Regions from separate parts of the Urocitellus parryii genome. Here region 1 is linked to region 2. A link is a contact called in public Hi-C data. All regions are on one chromosome and are shown on one strand. The core of a region is the stretch at or near the end of the contact, and the rest is flanking DNA. Distances in the headings are between cores, read along the strand shown. Region 1 holds the start of Ndufb6 (NADH:ubiquinone oxidoreductase subunit B6). Region 2 holds the start of Aco1 (aconitase 1).

Evidence for each region. A called contact is a pair of places that touch in the nucleus more often than the background predicts.
Region 1: a contact with region 2 is called in a Hi-C map of muscle, with 6 times the contacts expected there. The contact joins the promoter of Ndufb6 here to the promoter of Aco1 in region 2. A contact is called at or near these places in 2 of 2 Hi-C or Micro-C datasets (liver and muscle).

Annotation. Positions count from the first base shown.
Region 1 is chr4:172,744,342-172,751,514 of mUroPar1.hap1, forward strand. Ndufb6 (NADH:ubiquinone oxidoreductase subunit B6) reads right to left here and starts at 3,442. Exons shown (of 4, transcript XM_026387901.2): 1 at 3,137-3,442; 2 at 1,195-1,287. The coding sequence starts at 3,316.
Region 2 is chr4:172,579,618-172,586,980 of mUroPar1.hap1, forward strand. Aco1 (aconitase 1) reads left to right here and starts at 2,682. Exons shown (of 21, transcript XM_026387858.2): 1 at 2,682-2,805.

The DNA.
Region 1 (7,173 bases), core at 2,192-4,691, 170 kb after region 2:
TTTTCCAACAAACAGTGAGAATCCTGAGTTCTAGTATCATCAATATGTTTACTTATTTGATCAATCATCCTAGGGGTAACAAATCTACTGTTACCACTACCATATCCCCAATATTATAACCTCAAATCATTGGGTTCCTCATCTTACTCTGGGTTGCCACTTCCATCACTGCCTCGTACCACCTTTCCTCCAGATGTCCTCCTTCCTCTACTAAGTTCCACTTCCTACAACAGATTGTTCCCACTGCTGCTCCCCAAGAGCTGTGCTCAGCCTTCTCCCCTACAATCCACTTAGGATCTAACCCCTCACTCAGTTACAAGAATGCCCTCCCCACTGTTTGTGTTCCAGCATTCCACATACCACAGCCACTGTTGCTCCCCCTTCCATGCCATTCCAGAAATTACATCCCCCCCCTCATCTCGCCTTGATCCAATACCATGCACCTGATTGTGCTATCCCTATCCTTTAAAATATGGCAACTGGCTCCATTCAATCAGTCCATATAAGATCTTTCACTTAACAAGTTCAAGCTTTTGGCTATCCTGGTTTCTAAAGAAAGAGAATTATGAAAAATCAGACAAAAATGAAGGAAATGAAAACGGGATCATGACAAAGATAACCTTTGCCTATTTTGAATTTTACATTAGATCTATGCTCAAAACATTCTATTATTTTATTTCTTCTCCAGCTCAGGATTCTCTGTATACACTAGTATCATTAGGTCAGTCACATTCTAATCATTTAAACACTATTTCTACCAGGAAATGGATTTTTAAGTTGTAGACTACTCTACACATACCCCACACATACCTCATCATACTGGGGATTGAACCCAGAGGATTTCTACCACTAAGCATACACCCAGCCTTTTTATTTTGAGATGAGGTCTTAATAAATTGCCCCAGCTGGCCTTGGACTTGCGATTCTGCTTCAGCCTCCAGAGTTGCTGGGATTATAGGCTTTTATCACTGTGCCCTGCTAAAGACTAATTTTTTTTTTTGAAAAATCATACTTAATTACTTATAATCTTCATTAAACCTTTTAATTAAAAGGATTCAAAGTACCTCAAAATCAGCTATTAAGTGGCAGATTATTTCCACTATATAAATAGGGAGTACAGCATACCCCATAAGAGTCTGTTTTGCATAATATTAAAAATAAATTCTGAAAAGCACATGCTTAAAACATACTTACAGACACATGATACTTGACGTAATAATGAACAATCCAGGTGGGTATAAGTACACAAGTAACAGCAAAGATACTGGTCCTGTATACCTTATAGATCTGAGGAGAAAAAAAAATTTACAAAATAAACACATATCCCATTTTATGTTTGTGGTTAAAAAAATAAAACAAAAATTGCTATAACAATGTCATGACTATTATACAAATCTCTAACTGGAGCATATTTTATTATAGTCTGCAGCTAATCTTACTCAAATATTTTTACTAAATGTAGGCCTGCTATAGGATTATGAACAGAGTCCAGAGCAAATAAGGCTTAAGACAAATAGCATTTTACAAGACTATAATAGGACATTTATAGATTTGTTTTTTAAAGATTTCTAAAAACATTATAAGCTTGTTAAAGATAAATCAGGGCGTAAATAATGAAAGAATAAGTTTAATGGATTTAGCCCGAGTTATCAACCTACAGAATTTTTCAAGTAAAGTCATCTCTCTAATCTATCAATTTTAGTACTGACAATCAATATTACTTGCATTATTCTAGGAGAAAGGCAAAACAGTACAACAGTGCTGGAAAAAGAACATTTTACATACTGAGATAGGGGTATTCCAAACTCACTGTGAGATGCCTTCTGACATACCATTGTAAAACAAAGACAAAAGAGAACTGAACTCAGTTATTTGATGGCAGCCAGTTTGACTGAAACACACCTATCCTTTCAAGGAAAGGACAATCTAGAGTCTAAGTATTATAACACTTATAACTATAGAAGAAATGATCCACTCAAAGTAAGCAGAGATGGAATTCAACAAATGATTATTTACTTTCTTAAATCACTGGCTGATGGGTGAGATATCACCTTTCAACTAGTGACTGCTAAAATCAATATGGAATACTTCGAAGGTATTAATTAAACAGTTTAATTTTACCACTATAAATATATCACTTTCTCAGAAAAATTTACACCAATTCTGTTGCACTAAACTTTGTAGTACAGTAAGATGGTAGATACATGTAGATTTCAACAACTCCTTCAATTAGCTCTGTGACCACAGGCAAACCATTGAATTTTTGTAGGCCTCAGTTTCCTCATATTAAAAAGAGGATTAGGAACAGTTTCTATCCGATAGGAGTAAAGAAAAAAAGGGAACATATGTAAAAACATTCAAAAGCAAAAAACCCTCAGCAGACTGCTAGGCACACACATAGCAAGCACCCAATGTTGCTTACAAGCATTATTACTATTATTTAGCCAGTGCTGCACCTAACTGAAAGCAATTCCGACAAAATATTTTAAAGACTTCTAAAAATATCACATTGATATGGCTTAACAAATACAAGACTTCGAGAAAATACCCAAGCATCCTGAAAATAAAGACCATTCTTTAAATGAGTAATTTTCTGCCTAGCGAAGTCCAGGAATATAATAACAATAAACGGTGTGTTAGAAGTACATAAGTGTGGTTTAGAAAGGGGGCTTGCAAATATGACTCACTAAGCGTACCAACAAGACCTTGCCTTTGTACAATCATATATGGCTGTACTACTAGCCCGGGGGTCATTGTGCCTTCTGGTAGTTGGGTACAGTGTTTGTCTCTATAACCTCAACTTTAAAAGGCAGACAAGTACGCTCAAATACTAAAATCGCAGAACCTTCATGTCCGTGAATCCTTGGCTGTCATTCCGAGAGATTTCTACCGTCCAAAGAACCACACGTGCAGCCTCCTATAAAAAGCTGATTCGCCGCCTCCTCACTACACTTGACAGCCGAAGGGCGCGATTCTCCCTGCCCAAACCTCTGGAGAAGCGCCCAGGCTAAACCTGAGACTTCACACCCGGTTCTCCTTTGGGGAACTACCGGGACTCGCTGGCTCAGAACAGTGTCAGTCCTCCGTGTGGCCGCTGCGGGCTATGCTTAGAGGGACGGGGAGATCCGTAACTCACCACATTCTTCCAAGGGGCCCTATCCTGCAAAAACTTATTCCAGAATGCCTCCATAGGCCACATTCTCTGGGCAGGTAGGACAGGCTCCCGGGGGCTCAGCTCCTGGTCCTTCAGCCATCGCCTCCTCAGCTCTCGCAACTGCTGGAGCCGCAGTTTTTCATCCGGCGTGTACCCCGTCATGTTGCCACGGGTAGTAAAGCAAAGGGACGCAGCGCGCCCACGAAACAGGGTCTTGTCCCGCGCGCTCCCGCTCCTCAGGGCGACCTTGCGAGGACGCCGGGGAAGGGCGCGCGGTTTTGACGTCACAACCTGGTCCCGCCTCTGCAGTAGCGGCAAATTCCTCTGAAGGAAAGCAGCGTGTGCGCATGCGCGCGAGGGGCTGGTCCCTAAATTTTGGATTAGAGTGGAGGGGCCCAGCAGAGACGATGAGAGGTCAGAGGAAGAACAACTAGTGTCCCGCGAGCTGGAAAGATGAGCTTTATGTGTTTCACTGAATGTCTGTCCAGATGCAAAATTCTGGGCTTTTCTCTCCTACCTTAGAACTCCTTTCTCCATGACCTAGGGAATCATCAGATAGTTAGACCAAGTTCAACTCCCAGCCATAAAAGTAACTGGTAAAGGGACTTGGACTGCTGTCTGACTGTTCCTCCATCTGCACAGCGGGAAGCAAAAAGAGTAACTTAATATCTGGCAGGATTTTATAGGTGCCTCTGATCCAGCAATCCCATTGTAAGACTGTCTCAAAGATGTGGTAAAAATATGAAAAGATGAGCATGAGCACTTACTGTAGCACGATTTATGATAGTACGATACAAGAAGTTATTCCCCAGATTCCTTGATAGCGGACTGTTTGAATAAAATTGTGCCACGAGGTTATAAAGTGCTGCTACTGTCAGTGGTCAAAATATTAAAGAAGGACTCAATATACCGCTGTGGAATGACCTCCAGATATATTATTAAGTGAAAAAAGCAAAATGGAGAGAAGTGCATATTGTATTAATACACACACTACATACACGCATACGTAATACATATTGCTTAAATTTTAAAAATAATGGAAATGAAAACAACTGATATTTTAAACAATGTTGCCTATAGGGAGAGGAAAGGAACAGAATAAATCGGGAATGGAAACTACACTTTTCTGAATGTATCTTATTTCATAAATTTGATCTTAAAGCCAAGAAACTATTTCACATCATTATAACACAAAATTAAATTTACAAAAGGCAGACCCTTAAAATCAAATGTAAAATAAAACACATTAGTCTAACTGATCTAAATGTGACAATCTTTTTTCTAAATTTTTGTTTTTTAGTTGCAGTTGGACACAATACCTTTATTTTATTTATTTTTATGTGGTGCTGAGGATCCAACCCAGGGCCTCGAACATGCTAGGTGAGTGCTCTACTGCTGAGCCACAACACCAGCCCTAAATGTGACACAATCTTAAAAGACACAATTCCAAAAGAATTTAAACTATCAATTTCTGTACATCCATAAAGGGATAAAACTCAACAACAAAAGAACTGTAATATCTATATCTATATAGATATCGATATTTTACACTGTTTTAAGCAATACACTGTTGGAAGTGGTCTTGGTATTGTTAACATGACACTGAAAATAAATTTAGTTAGTATTGTAAAGAACAGTTATTTTTCGTATAGGAGAAAGGATATGAATACATACATTGTATGCTATGTAAAAACCCCATAGTACTGGATTCTGAATAGGCAGAAACAGTATGAATTTATGAAGTATTATCTTTCAAAATAGACAACATTTTATCTTAGGTCTGCCTGTTGATAATGACTTTAAATTAATGGCTAACCCCATGTTATGGTTTGGATGTGAGATGTCCCCCAAAAGCTCACATGTGAAACAATGCAAGAAGATTTAGAGGAGAAATGAGTGGGTTGTGAGAGTCTTAACCCAGTCAGTGAATTAATCCCCAGATAGTGATTAATTTGAGTGGCTACTAAAGTGGTAATGTGTGGCTGCAGGAGGTGGGGCATTAGGGGCATGGCTTTGAGGTATACATTTGTGTCTGACAAGTGGAGACCTCTCTCTGCTTACTGATCATCATGTGAGCTATTTCCCTCTGCCACACTCTTCCGGCCATGATGTCCTGCCTCACCTCCAGCTCCAAGGAATAGAGCCTGCTGTCTGTGGATTGAGACCTTTGAAACCATGAGCCCCTAAATAAACGCTTCCTCCTCTACAGTTGCTCTGGTCCAGTCTTTCAGTTGCACCAGCGAAAAAACTGACTAAAACACCCAATAACCACAAGCATCCCTAGCGCCTAGATCAGGCCTTGGGTGTGCTAGGCAAGCACTGTATCACAGAGCTACACCTCCAGTGCTCGCATTTACCATCAAAAAGAAAAGACTCTTGGAAGCAGCAGTTCACAAATGTGTTGCTCCAGACATTTCTTTTTATATATTTCTATATTTTTTAATTGTTGATGGACCTTTACTTTATTCATTTGCTGTGCTGAGGATCGAACCCAGGCAAAAGTTCTACCACTGAGCCACAACCCCAGTCCCAGACACTTCTTTAAACTCTTAAACATTGTTGAAAACTCCAAAGAGCTTTATCTATGTGGACATCTATTGATGTATACTGCATTTGAAATTAAACCATTTAAAATAACAATAAGTTATTAATAACATTAAAAGTTATTTAGTGGGGCTGGGGTTGTGGCTCAGAGGTAGAGTGCTCACCTACCATGCGTGAGGCACTGGGTTTGATCCTCAGCACCACATAAAAATAAAATAAAGATATTGTGTCCACCTATAACTAAAAAATAAATATTTAAAAAAAGTTATTTAGTAAGAGGAATTCTATTGTTTTATATTTTTGTAAATGCTTTTAATATCTGTCAATAAATTACAGCATAATTTCTATAATTACAGTTGTATTCAGTCATAATATCACATACTATGTACCCTCTGGGATATTCCCTAAAAAACTGTAAGAGAAGGAGAGTTTAAAAGGGAAAGTAGCATCTTTGTATTATCATGAAAATAATTTTGACCTCACAGGCTCCATAAAAGGATCACAGGTGCTCCCATGACTCCTCATAACATATTTTGAGAACCATGGCCTTGGAAAAATAGGGGATTCCGGGTTTGGGTTAGGAAACATAAAATAAGTTAGAAACTTGTTGCCATTCCAGAAAGGAGGGAAGTTTTTAAAGACTAGTAGGTTCATGTCAAAAGGATTCCAGAGCCAACTTGAATAGATTCCCATAGGTCAAAGATGGAAATTTTTGAGCATCACTAAATATGGCTTCAGTGAATTTTAAAATATCAAATATGTACACATACAAGAATTCAAAATGGTTTTTAAAATTTTAATTTGTTATTTTTGGATGACATTAGGAAACCAACTCATTATTTTGAAATCAGAAAAATGTCAAGAGTATTTTTTCTATTCATTCTATACAAATTGTATCTTAAAGTAACAAATGGTTGAAGAGAGAAAATTTCTTCAGAGAATCATTAAAGAACTAACAAAAGAAGAAGGTGTGGCAGAATTAGAATTATTACCTTTTATAATCCTTAGTTCATTAGTGAATCAATCAGTGCAGTGATCATTCAATAGTTATACAGGTCTCAAAAAGAAAGTAATTGCGCCCCCTCGTGGAAATCGGCCTCACTGCCTGTGAAGTAGCCTTGCCAAACAAATTGAACCCGAGTCTGATTGTGTTTCTAGATCATAATGGACAGGCGCTTCTTATAGACCACCAACATGTTACATGTAGATAAATCCTGATTGTAGGGACTACATGCCACTGACTTCGTTTATTAAACAAAAATATATTGAGGGGAAAAACAGACACAGGGAGAATCCAGAAAATAAAAGAGGCAGAGGGAATTTTGAATACTACCTCACTATTTTATGATATTAAAGGATTATTGTTATTTTTTGTATGTGATGTTATTGTAGTTATATCTTAAAAGGGAGCTCTGATATTTTAAATATACATTCTATAATAATTATAGATGAAAGGATATATAATTTATTTCTAA
Region 2 (7,363 bases), core at 1,432-3,931:
CACACTGTATCAACAGAGGGCAGTAGCTGACCATCATCTTCTTTATTTAGTCTTTCAGATACTTTGAAGGCTTAACAGGGAATAGACATATGTACCTTGATGTTTTTTGTTGTTTCCTACCACCAAAAATGGAGGAAAATGGTGCAAAAGCTAGGATTTTCCATTTTAAAAATGATTTAAACTGATATATGAAAGAAAGCTCTTCAAAAACTGGCAAAAGAAATGAGCCAAATTATGGACGAATTAGCAAAATTTCCCCCCATTCTCATATGTCAAAGTTATCAATCATTTTATTGAAATAAAATAAGAAAATCAGTATCAGCAACCTCATAAAATTACATTTTCTGTACCTAAAAAAATTAATAGATCAATCCTGCAGATTCCCCCTCTCTACTCTGGAAAAAAAATAATATATATGCATGCACACACGCGCGCGCGCACACACACACACACACACACACACACACACACACACATATATATTATAAATAACACATTCAAAACTTATACAGCAAAATAACATGTGAAAGATGGTGCTAGATATCTAATTTTATGTGCAAATCCTGAAATTCATACTTTAGTTGTCTCCTGATTTCCAACACCTTCATCCCCAGATTTTTTTACCTGGGTGCTCCCAAATTATAAGGCTGCTACAGGGATGTCCTTACTATCACCAGGGAAAATAGGCCCTGAAAATAAGTGAGGAATTCTAGTCTAGACTATATGGTGATTGGTGTTCTCTCCTAGTACATTTAAGTCTTCTTTTCTACAAATTATATATATATATATATATATATATATATATATATATATATATTCTAACTTCCAGCTCTTTTGTTGCTTAAAAGTCAAAAGTATAGGGTGAGAGGAGTCTAAAAGTTAAAAAGTATAGGGTTAGGGTGAAATCAGCCTCCATTCAGACCCCAGGATTATCATTCAGGAATTTCGACCTGAAGCAAATGATGTAACTACTGTGAACCTCAATTTTATTATCTATGTATGAACAGTAATGTTCCCAACCTCAAATGGTTGGTGTGAAGATTTAGTGGGACATTTAATAAGGTTTGGGTTTTATTATTGGCTATTTGGAGAGAAATGGTGCTTAACTAGAAGCAGCTGGCCAGAAGACTCTGGAAAACCACCCAGGGATATTTTAATGCTTAAACATTAAGAAAGAGAAGGGAAATTAAGTATGTGGAAATGTGGCTGAGTTGGGGCCAAGAGGAGACTGAGACTTGCCTTTTTTTATATAAATATAGCTTTCTGGTTTTAGAGGAACAGAAAGTATTCATTTCAAACTTTCTCTGGTATGAAAAAGATATACAATAATAATACTAGCATTATTATTTTTCAGGTTTTATGGTAAACCTCTAGCATATGGTGAACATTTAAGGAAAATTTGTTCAATGAATATGAAAGGATGGGATTTGGGAAATGGGTGAAAGAAACTGTCTTCTCCTATTGGAAATACAGTAACACCACCCCCATCCTTTCAAAATTGAATATCACCAGGTAGGTGTGCCCTACAATGTAGCTTGTTTGGGGAGATGCTGCTGTGGAAGTCAGAGGACTGAATCCAGCTGTGCCACATTTCACAGCTCTGAAGTCTTCACTTCCTAGCTGGTTGGAAGCATGAAATGAGTTGAATAGACATTAGTGAAGATCCAGCCACAGGGCTTTGGGCCAAGTGGAGGCAGTAAATGATTGCTGATAGTGGTTGGCATTATTAATAGTATTAACTATTAGCTGTTCATTCAGATAGAAAACTACAATGATTTTCCCAAATAATTTGGGCAAGAAAACATCACCACCTTTCACCTACAAAGATTTAATCGCTTTTCTGACTCACAGTTACCTACAGGGCACAACTCCAACCAGTACCTAAAGCATGTCTGGAGAAGGCCCAAGCCATTTCCTACAGATCTGAGAACACCATGAATTACGGAGTGAAGTGTGGTCACAAGTTGAAAAGAATATATTCATACTAGAAATGTTGCATTCCTAAACCAGAGTCCCACTTGGCATACTTTGAGCAAAGAATCAAGGCGGGGGTAGGGATGGGAGGTGAAGGATGAGATGGGGGAAGGGCAAAGAGATAAGAAGAGCAAGATAATCCGATGCAGGAGCAGCCAGATAGTGAAGCCTCTACAGTTAAGGCAAAATATTTTATTATCATTTTTTTAAGCTGCATTTCTTTGCCAGGCGTGACGCCCAAAACCTGTAATCCCAGCGGCTCCGGAGGCTGAGGCAGGAGGAACGCAAACTCAAAGCAGCCTCAGCAATTTAGCGAGGCCCTAAGCAACCTAGCGAGACTCTATTTTAAAAATAAAAACATAAAAAGGGCAGAAGATGTGGCTCAGTGATTAAGCACCCCTGAGTTCAATCTCCAGTACACAAAAAAAAAAAACTGCATTTCTTTTCGGCCCTAGCGCGAGCTGAGCGGTCACACCCTAGGCCCCAACGAGAGCGACCGTCACCCTAGCCCCGGGACCAGGGCCGGCACGAGCGAGCCCTGTGGAAAGACGCGTCTCCCCACTTTCGGCGGCCAATCTCTAGCAACCAGAGTCCCGCCCGGGGCGAAGTTCCCGGGCCGCTGGGGGGCGGGGCGGGGCCCTGTGGAAGCCCCGCCCCGTCCGCGGCCGGGCTGGTTCCGGCCGGCGTCCGCCCCGCCCCTGCTCCTCCCGGCGGCCAGCGGCCGGGGGCGGCGGGGGAGGATCGCGGAGGCGGTGGCAGGGACCGCTTGCGAGTGCGCCCGCTGCTCTGTCCCGGCTCGCTAGTCGCCGGAGCCCCGCCGTGCTGTCCCTGGTGAGTACCAATTCGTCCCGATTGACGTCCCCCGGCGGGGACGCTGGCCACAGGGTCCTCCCGGGAGTTGGTGAGGGCCTTTTCCCGGCGCGCGAGGCAGAGCGGCCCGGGGGAGTCGGGCAGAGCTCGGGGGAGGCCGAGGGGACGTGTTCCTGGGGACCTGGTCTCTCCGCCATCCCTCAGTTTCTGTCGCGACGGAGACTGGAGTGCCTCTCCTTGCGGTCCTTAGCTTTGGCAGCGCGTGCTGCCCGGGAGCCCTCGGCGAGGCTGTGCGGGCCGCGCGGAGTCCTGACCCCAGGGTGTTTGGGCCTCACCCGGGAGTCCGTCCCGAGCCTGGACGGCGGGTCATTGTCCCTGAGCTTGTGTGGCAGGTCTGGGAATCCCCATCAAGAGGAAATGGGGTGAGGGAGGAAGACCTCTGGAAGGGGTGGGACACAAAGCCCACCCTAATGGACCCCAAATTCTAAGGAGACCGGCTGCCTTCCCTACTTGATCAGCATACCGGAATGGCACGTCTTCCTACGTGCAGAACACACAACTCTTCTTGCAGGGGACAATCTCTAGGACAGAAGTTTCCAAACTTTTTTTGGACTCGATATCCTTTACCCTCTTAAAAATTAGTATCATAAGGAACCTTTGTTTATGTGGGTTTTATAGGTTGATATTTGCCATATATAATTAAAACCGAGAACCTTTTACAGTATTTAATAACATTTTAAAATAATAGACCAGTTATATCTTAACATTTTTTTATGAAAAAAAAACCCTGTATTTTCCAGAACAGAAACTTATCAAGAATAATGGCATTGTTTTACGTTTCTGCAAATCTCTTTTAATGTCTGGCTCAATAAAAGAAAACTGGATTCTTGTATCTGCTTTCTTCAGTCTCTTGCACTATCACATGTCATGTAACTTCTGGAGACCTCCACAGTGGACTCCTGAGAATGTGAAAATGATAAAAGCAAATAACATCTTAGTGTTATTATGAAAGTGGTTTTGAACTTGCAGACCTTGCAACATTTTTAGAACCAGGGTGGAGGAAATGCTTTAAAGACTTAATTCATTGGGCCTGCTTCTTGTCTGGGGGTTCTTCTTAAATTTGAGCACAACCCACCACATGCCATGGATAGGGTTAACCTCTGATTTGTGGGATCAAGCTTGACTTCTCTTTGAAACCAAGTACTAGGTCCTCTCATTTTATGATGTATCTTGGAGGCCTCCTGAAAAACTCAGCAAGATTCACAGGTGCCTTTGGTTGCTTCTATGCCTGCAGACCTGACCTGTGTGTGCATCAGGATTACAGCTGTGTTGTGGCAAACAGGATCAGTGAGTTCAGAGAAGTGCCAATGAGGTGACCATGCCAAGTGTGTAGAGGTTACAGTGAGAATTACCAAGTAGTTGAGAAGTTATTTCCAAAGTAATAGAGACATGCTCTTGCCTCCTTTCCTTGTGTTCATTTCTATTTGCACTTGGGTAGTTATTAACCTTGAGTTTGTTGGAATATGCTTACCAATCTTGGTGTTCTTTCACTTTTCACTTTTAAAGGTGAGTCACTGTGTATGGTCCTTCCTTGGCCTCTACTGGAAAGCAATTGTCCAGCATTTTGGTGTGTGGTAGGTGGGATCCTTCACTGAATTCTTTCCTTGATTTCATCCTCTGACAACACATATTTAAAATAGAAAATATATACTATATATAGTATACAGATATACTATATACATATATACTATATACATATATGACTATATAGTGTATAATCAAAGGAAAAAATTCTCTAACTCAGGTATCTTTTACCCAAAGAGCTTGTACTGCTTCAATGGACACTGCAGTTTGGACACTGCAGCCAGTACTTTAGAAATGCACAGTCCTCAGGTGGGAGAAAAGAATGTGATCTAAACTTGGAGCACATGTTGGGTTCTTTGAATAAGACTCCACTTTGATTGTGGAGTATCTGTCCTTCATCCTTTCAGTAGATACTTGTTGACCACCTATTTACCACATTTCCAGTTCTGTGCCAGCTAGAAAAGTAATGAGTGCAAAAGATGCAGTCTCTATCTTTCTAATAGCTTAGGAAGCTGCTGGTTAATTGGGATTATCATTTGTCAGACTATTAATAAAACATGGCCCTATGTGAAGAGCAATATTCCTATCAGAAGTGTGCTTCAAAAACATGACCTAAAGCAACCAGAGTCCCACACTGTGAAGGTGATGATAAAAACCAACGTTTATGAACTTGTGCCTGGCAACAACTTCTTTGCCTTTTCCCCTTTTATTGAAGAGGTAACTCCCTTTGAGGTAGCCAGACTCTATATTATAGAGAAATTACTTCCAACTTAATGCTACTCACTGAGCCAGATTTGTGGAAGATACTTCTCTGGGCCTTAGTGCCTTTGACTTTAAAGTAAGGAATTGGACCATTGATAGCAGGTGTCCCAGATAACCAGTGGTTTACTGCAGCTAGTTATTTGTGCATATTCTTCATTTTATGATGTATCTTGCTGGCCTCCTGAAAAATTCAGTGAGACTCACAGGTTGGCTTTGGTTGCTTCTAATGTTTAGGGGGTTTTTTGTTTGTTTGTTTTGTTTTGTTTTGTTTTTAGTTTTTTTAGCTTAAAATAAGCCACAATAGTAACACTTACATCATGGAAATAGGCCAGTGCTGCAAATCTGGGCTCTTTTCCCCTGGAGAGCAGATTGTTCAAAGTTTACCTGCACACCACTACTACTGTCAAAGCCAAGTTGCTTTTGATTTGTTTTTAATAGAAAACAGACTCTTTAGCCTGGACCAACACACTGGTTATGGGGTGGGTGATTCAAGTCCTTAGCAATCTTTGATAGAGAAAACACAGTGTGTTTTGAACTTATCTTGGAATATGGATCAGCAAACTTTTTGTGCAAAGGGGCAGATAGTAAAACTTTTAGGCTTTGTGGGATATACAGTCTCTATTGCAATTACTCAGCTCTACTGCTGTTCTATGAAAGCAGCCATAGACAGTATGGAAACAAAGGAGCATGACTGTGTTCCAGTAAAACTTTGTTTGGGAAAATAGGCATTAGGCTGTAGTTTGTAGATTTTTTTCCTAGAATATGAGAACAGGAGTCATGTTTCAAGGAGGTATTTTCATAGAACAAGAATTTTTCAGGACTTTATGCATGAATACCAGGGACCTGAGTCTCCAAGATGGATTCAGCTGGCAGTCAGAACTGGAAAGTATTTGGAGTCAATCATAGAAGAATCCATAGTAGATTGTTTAAAGAAAGCCCAGGTATTTTCAAGTTTTGAGGACACAGCCATGGATAGTGAGGAAATCTTTACTCCTAACTCCTTTTCTGGAGCCATCTCCCATATATTATGCTCGAGTGGGTGGACCTATAGTCTGATCTAGTGTGTCACGCAAAAAACAGTAGCATCTCGTAACAGCTGTCTTTATTTCAGGGGCAGGGAAAAAGGAAATATTCAAAAAGAAAGAAAAATCTTCCTGATATTTGTGTATCTTGTACATTGTGTGTGGTGTGTGTATACTGTGTTTACATGTATATACATGCACAGTTGTATATCTTTATATGTACATAAATTGAATATACATGTGATTATACATTTTATGTATTTTAAAGTAGCCTCATAATTGTTTGATAAACAGATGTACAACTGCTAACAACAGCCAGTTCTGAGAAGTGGAATGGAATGGAAGGAAGGCAGGAAAATTTTAAGTGTTATTTTTTGTAATACTGGATGTCTGGAACAAAATTCATACATAGTTTTTACAACTTAAAGACAAAACAAAAAACTAAAATCTCAACACCTATATTTTTAAAAGGAAGATGGTATTATTTCTCTGGTAAGAATACTGCCACCACCCTTCTCCCCCAGTACGACAAACTACTTCCATTGTCACATCACATTTCCTAACTAGAGTATATAATAGTAGTATATATCGACTCAAATAGCATTGAGACTGAGCTGTCTCAAGTCAAAACAATATTAATGTTTGGCTTAAACTCCTGTGCAAAGTTGGAAGCACTAGATCAAAGCGTCTTTTAATGGGCCGTTATAACCCTTATACTGGTGTTATAAAATTGCTATTATACAGTTTTTAAACTAATAAGCAGATTACATGGGACTATTTCCCAGCAATCCTCTGTTTCTGAGGAGAGAAAGCATGTACATAAATATATGAGCGGGCATCTGTCTGGACATAGGCATTGGATTTGCCAAAATGTTGAGTGGTTTTCTCTTGGTGGTGGGATACAGTTGACTTTTAGATTTTCTTACAAGTTTTCCAACATGAACAAATACTAGATTTTATATGTCTAAAATCAACCCCTGTGGATATTTTTACACAAGATACATTGAGGTCACATTGTCTCCACTTTTCTTAGACTGACACCAACGTGCCTGGTAGTAGAATTCTGCTGCTTTCTCCCAAAAGGAAGTGGAAGAACAGGTGAAGAGAGTAAGGCATTGGGAACCCAGAACAGGCACACTTGTAACTGTAATCACATTGTGCTGTGTGGACTTCTCTGTGGAGTCTATTCCAATCCTTCCCCTACAGTTGAC